Regions from separate parts of the Pan troglodytes genome. Here region 1 is linked to region 2. Evidence: chromatin contacts called from public Hi-C data. All regions are on one chromosome and are shown on one strand. The core of a region is the stretch at or near the end of the contact, and the rest is flanking DNA. Distances in the headings are between cores, read along the strand shown. Region 1 overlaps SORCS2 (sortilin related VPS10 domain containing receptor 2). Region 2 overlaps SORCS2 (sortilin related VPS10 domain containing receptor 2).

Evidence for each region. A called contact is a pair of places that touch in the nucleus more often than the background predicts.
Region 1: a contact with region 2 is called in a Hi-C map of stem cell-derived neural progenitor cells, with 2.4 times the contacts expected there. The contact joins two enhancer-like sites. A contact is called at or near these places in 2 of 7 Hi-C or Micro-C datasets (induced pluripotent stem cells and stem cell-derived neural progenitor cells).

The regions. Positions count from the first base shown.
Region 1 is chr3:8,047,915-8,050,615 of NHGRI_mPanTro3-v2.0_pri, reverse strand. All of the region lies in intron 18 of SORCS2 (sortilin related VPS10 domain containing receptor 2), which reads right to left. Among named protein-coding and RNA genes, the nearest start is that of AFAP1, 220 kb to the left of the region's middle. Within about 2 kb of position 1,250, at least 2 of the 24 cell types and tissues checked have an H3K27ac peak or open chromatin away from gene starts, as enhancers often do. A contact at or near this core is called in stem cell-derived neural progenitor cells, where this site is marked.
Region 2 is chr3:7,531,479-7,534,178 of NHGRI_mPanTro3-v2.0_pri, reverse strand. The region is part of intron 1 of SORCS2 (sortilin related VPS10 domain containing receptor 2); the gene reads right to left. Among named protein-coding and RNA genes, the nearest start is that of SORCS2, 15 kb to the right of the region's middle. Within about 2 kb of position 1,323, at least 5 of the 24 cell types and tissues checked have an H3K27ac peak or open chromatin away from gene starts, as enhancers often do. A contact at or near this core is called in stem cell-derived neural progenitor cells, where this site is marked.

The DNA of each region.
Region 1 (2,701 bases), core at 1-2,500, 520 kb before region 2:
TCATTTCTCTGATATGACCGCCATGAGTGCAAGTGCTCAGTCCTCTGGTCGTTGCATGTTGAGTTGGTTAAGAAACTGCTGAAGTGTTTTCCAGAACACCTGTGGCATTCTCCAGTCTCCTCAGCCATGCGTAAGTGATCCAGTGTCCTTCCCTGCATCCTCACCGGTACTTCATGCTGGCGCTATTTTTAATGTCAGCCATTCTGATAGGTGTGCAGGGATGTCTGGCTGTGGGCTTCCCTGGCGGCTGATGGTGTTTGTCAACTTTTCGTGTGCTTACCTGTCATTCGTCCATTCTCCTGGTGAAACGTCTTTTCAGTTCTGCTCATTTCCTAACTGGATGGTTTGTTTCCTTGCTGTTGAGTGTTCTTCCTCTAGTCTAGGTACTGGTCCTTGTTGGATATGTGGTTTGCAAATACTTTCTCTCACTCTGTAGCTTGCCTTTCATCTTCGTAACATGGGTGTTTCACAGAGCGAAAGTGGCTGATCCTGATGAAGCCCAATTTATCAACTTTCCTTTTGACTGGCTTTCAGTGTGAAGTCTGAGGACTCCTCTCCTAGCCCTAGATATTCTCTCCTGTGGTTTTTCTAAAAGGTTTATAATTTTTACATGCGACATTTAAATCTAGGCAATTTTGAGTTCATTTTTCTATCGGGTGTGAGGTTTAGGTTGAGGTTCATTTTTATTGGATGAATAAGCCCTCCCCTCAGTGAGTTGTTTTGGCACCGACGTCAAACATCCCTCGGCCATATTTATATGGGTTTATTCCTGGGGCCTCTATCAGACCTTATTTTTAATTCTTAAGATATTTACAAAACTTAGACTCCCCTAAACCCAGTGCTGTTTGCAAGATAGGTTGGCCTATGTGTGTGAGAGAGTGTGTGAGTGTGTACAAATCTGCGAGTTTGAGAGTGAATACATGAGCGTGTAAGCGTATGTGTGTCTGTTTGTGTGTATGTGTGAGCGTGTGTACCAGTGAGTGTGTGCCTCGGACCTGGATCCTACACTCCCACCAGCTTCCCTAGCGTAGCGGGTGGCCTCTTCCCGACAGTAGGTGCACAGTGGGGTGGGGGTTGACTCTCCCCACCAAGAGCATCTTTTGATCACTCTCTTCACTTCCGCCAACTCCAGCTCCTGCCAGCAGAGCAGGCCCAGCAAGGGTCCCGGCCCCCTGGGCGGTGGTAGACTGGCTCCCATAGAGACGCTCCGCAGATGCGACTGCACTGCCGAGACGCCAGGCTCTAGGGGGCAGCAGAGGGCCATTTTTTCCTGGAAGTCGGCCCTGGACGGGCAGCCGCAGCGGGGTCTACTCTGAGGGTCCAAGCGGGACAGGCGGGGCAGCGGCTCTGTCCTCCTGCCGCCCCAAGATGCTGCTGCGAACAGAGGCGCCCCAGGGCTGCCCCTGGCTCCGAGGAGTGTGGGTCCTAGGCCCCATCTCCGTCAGCAGCCTGCACCAGGGAACGGCTCAGGTCTAGGGGCCCCAGACTCAGTCTCTGTCCACGTAGAGTCTAGGGGCCAGGGACCCCAATGCCAGCCCTGCCACTCATTCCCGTGTGGCCTTGGGAGAGTGACTTCTCTGTCCGAGCCTCAGTTTCCCCAGCTATAAAGCAGGTTGGCAAGAGGACGCCACTTGAGGTGGGGCCAGGAGTACAGGCAGTGGCTCGTGCACAGCGCCCGCCACGGAGGCGCTGGGCAAGCACTGCTCTGCGTCGTCTTGGGCCTCAGTTTCCATGTTTGCCTCAGACCAGGCTCCCTGCTTTCCAACTCCAAAGACCTTTGTCACCAACATCCCACCCCACCTTGGCACCATATTTTGAAGGACATTTAAACAGGACACACATCACTGTGAAGCCACACTTGCTGCATCTCCTGTACTGTTCACCGGAGAGCCAAGTGTCCAGGAAAGCTGCGTGGCGGGAGAGAGCCCAGGGTCCTAGGCGCTCACCCTCCGGGTGCGACACGGATGCATCGAACCCTCTTTTGCCCTTTTCTGTCATCTCGAATTTTCTGCAATGCTTGTAAGTTTTTCTAGGTTTTGTTTTTGAATTTGCTACAATGAGCATTAGTTTATTCAACAATCAGAAAAATAAGCATGTTACAAATTAATTTAAAAGGACTAGAAGGAAATACAAAAAACTAACAGTTGTTACCACGGAGGACTGGGGGGCTTTTTGAGAGATATTTATACTCTTGATATTTTGTGTGTGTTTTCCAAATGTTCTACAATGAACATTCATTATTTTTAACGTCAGAAGAAAATATAACACTTGTTCTAAAGCAAAAAAAGCAAGCCTGGGAGGCTGGGAGGAAATTTCTATCTGTGTTTGTGTGAGTATTTATATCTGTATCTGTCCATGCACACACAGGATTTATTTTTGGTTGTGTAATTATAAGTAATAGTGTTTTTAACTTTCTGTTTTTCATAAGATCCCAAATTAACTAAATCAATATAATTACAGGCTTAAAAAATGTATTACCACCCACAGGAATGAATACATTTTATACCAAGGCCAGTAACTACACCCTCCCCCACCCGATGTGTGAAACCACGTCTCCTTCTGCTCTGCGGGGACCCTAATACCCCCTACGTCCTACTCTATTCTCCTTCATGTCTCTTTCATTGTTAAATGCTGGTCTCGACTCAGGAAGTGGATTTCCAGCCCCCTGCGGCCTCCTTCAGTCTGGACAGGCTGGCTGATG
Region 2 (2,700 bases), core at 74-2,573:
CCAAGCCAAGCCCTGGCATCCCGCTGGGACCAGGACTGGGGCAGACAGAGGATGGAGCTGCAGCCTCTCGCCCTTGAAACAGCCATGGTCATCCCTTGCCTGCGGCTGCCGGGGTGTACAAAGGGAATCATTCACAAGTCTGTCCAGTGTGCCTAGCACACAGTCTGGCACACAGTGGGTCTTAGAAAATGTGTCTGCAGAGAAAGAAAGGGCAGAGGGCAGAAGACCAGCCCTGCCTCCCTCCCCGCCAATCCCCTGCCTGCCAGTAATCCCCAAAGTCTTCAGCACACAGTGCCCACCAGAGGCCATTTGGAAATGCCATAGGAAGTAGAAACCCTGTGGGGGCTGGAGGGCTGGGGGCAAGGCGAGTTCATTCCCGACATGCCCCGTGGACGGTCTCTAACCCCCACCTGCCCCAGCTCAGAAGCCAAGATGGCCAGCACCAACCCCCACCTGCCCCAGCTCAGAAGCCAAGATGGCCAGCACCAACCCCCTTCTGCATGTCCCGGGGGGTGAGGAGGCCAGGCCAGCGAGGGAGCTGGGGGCCGCCTCGGTGGTCTTCTTTGCCTTCCTGAGACAGGAAGGTGGGCCCCAGCTGATCTTCTTTGCCTTCATGGGCCAAGCTGGCTCCCACCCAGGGCCAAGGGACACTGGGGTAGGTGGGATCCTGGGAGAAGGCGCCCGAAAGCTCCCTTCCCACCCCAGACAAGTCCCAGAAGTTCCCGGGTTTTGGATTTCCCCGTCACTGCCCAGCCCTCTGCTCGGCCACAGGCAAGATGGAAAGAAATTCTGACTTGATCTTAGAGGTGAGAATTCCAGGCAATAATTCATATCAGGAAACTTGTGAAAAACCAGATGTCAACGAGAAATACTTTCTTTAAAAGTAAACTGGAGGAGCTGAATGTTCATGAAATATGCTGGGCTTTGTTCCACTTTAGCAAACTATTCAGGAAATGGGAAGAAATTGGAACCACATAAAATCCCCCTAGAGAAAGAAGGCACATTCTGATTAGGGGACAACAGTGCAGTCTTCCCTGGGACTGAAGAAGCTCGCTCCTGCATCGCTAGACATCCTTCCCGCTCCCTGTACCTTTACCTATATGTGCCATAAGGAGGGGTCCTGCCAGCCCCAGTGCAGATGAGGGAACCCAGGCCTGGAGGACTGGGGAGCCGGCCCCAGCTCAGAGCTCGGGGCAGCCCACTGAACCTGCCCGCCTCCAGGAGCCTGAATTGTCTGGCCACGGTGGCCGCCACACTCCAGCCCAGCAGCTGGGCCCTGGCCAGGCGCTGGGTGAACGCAGAGAGCAGCCCAGTGACTCACCTCAGCTCCCAGCCCAGGCTGTGTGGGCGGGAGGGGCTCGGAGGGGCCAGCAGCAAGCCTTCCCAGACACAGCTCAGCACTGCACCTTTCCAGCCCTCCTCAAAGAGACGTGTGGATGTGAATTGGAAGAAAAGACATTCACAGACAAAGAATGAAAAGCGAGGCCCCACATGTGGACAAAGGCCATTTTCGGGGCTCCCTCCATTAGAAGGCCCCCTGAGAACTCAGAAACTGGTGATTCCTCTGAAGCTGGCCCAGAGAGAAGGCTCAGCACAGGGCTGGTGTGTACATGGATGGATGAGCGAGTTAGCAGTGGGTGATGCTAGGTGCGGGGCTGGTTTGTAGCTAGATGGATGAGTGAGCGAGCAGGTGGGTGATGCTGCAAAGTCATTTCCATCAGAAAGCCCAGGTTTCTCGAATCCTGCTCTCCCCTGGGAAAGCCCTCCCATGGTTCAACCTACCCCAGAGTCATTTGTCTTTGTTGAAAGCTGAGCAAACCCATCTCATGGGTTTCTTGTTTTGTCTTGTTTTGTTTTGTTTTACTGGGTGAGATGAGGCTGGGATCATCAAGGATGCTATTTAAATGCCCTAATTCAATTTGGGAATGGGTGTTTTCTCACCACGGAGTACCCTGGCTCCTGGCTGACCCAGTGGCCCCACCATGGAGGCGTGGGTGTCACCAGGACCTGGCTGCACAGCCACGACCATGAGTCAGCGGCTGCTAGACTGCTTTCCCTCTGCCCAGGACTCCTCTCAGGCAAGAAACAAATCTGTCTGTCTCTCTGGCAGCCAGCTCTTTTCTCTGCAGATATGTGCCATAATCCCCACCCCACGGGGTGGAGATTAATTAGTGCGTTAAAGAGCTTCCCAGGTTACTCGTGGAGCCGGCAGTGGGCCAGGGAGCCCAGATCCTCACTTACCAGCTTTGCGAGGACAGAGGGACTCGACTCTCCCCAGATTCCCCAGCAGGAAAGCTAGGCCTCTGAGCTTCAGGATCCATGACCTCCTGCTAGCTCCTCCTTTCAGAAGTCCTCGGATGTTTACTGAGCATCTACTAAGCACCAGGCGCTTGGGGAGCAACAGGGAATGAAACAGACCAAAGCCCCTGAGCCCCTAGAGTCCATACCCTTAGTGGGCTGGAGGAGACCAGAGAGGAGGCCTGGGGAAGACACGGACACTGGGGCAGGGCAGAGGGGACAGGACTGCGGAGGGATGCATCATTCCCATGGGGTCCATCTGTCCCCATCTCATCCCTCCAGCCGAGTCCTACCTCGAATGGTGTTTTTGTTTTTTTGTTTTTTGTTTGTTTTTGTTTTTGTTTTTTGAGATGGAGTCTCATTCTGTCACCCAGGCTGGAGTGCAGTGGCATGATCTCAGCT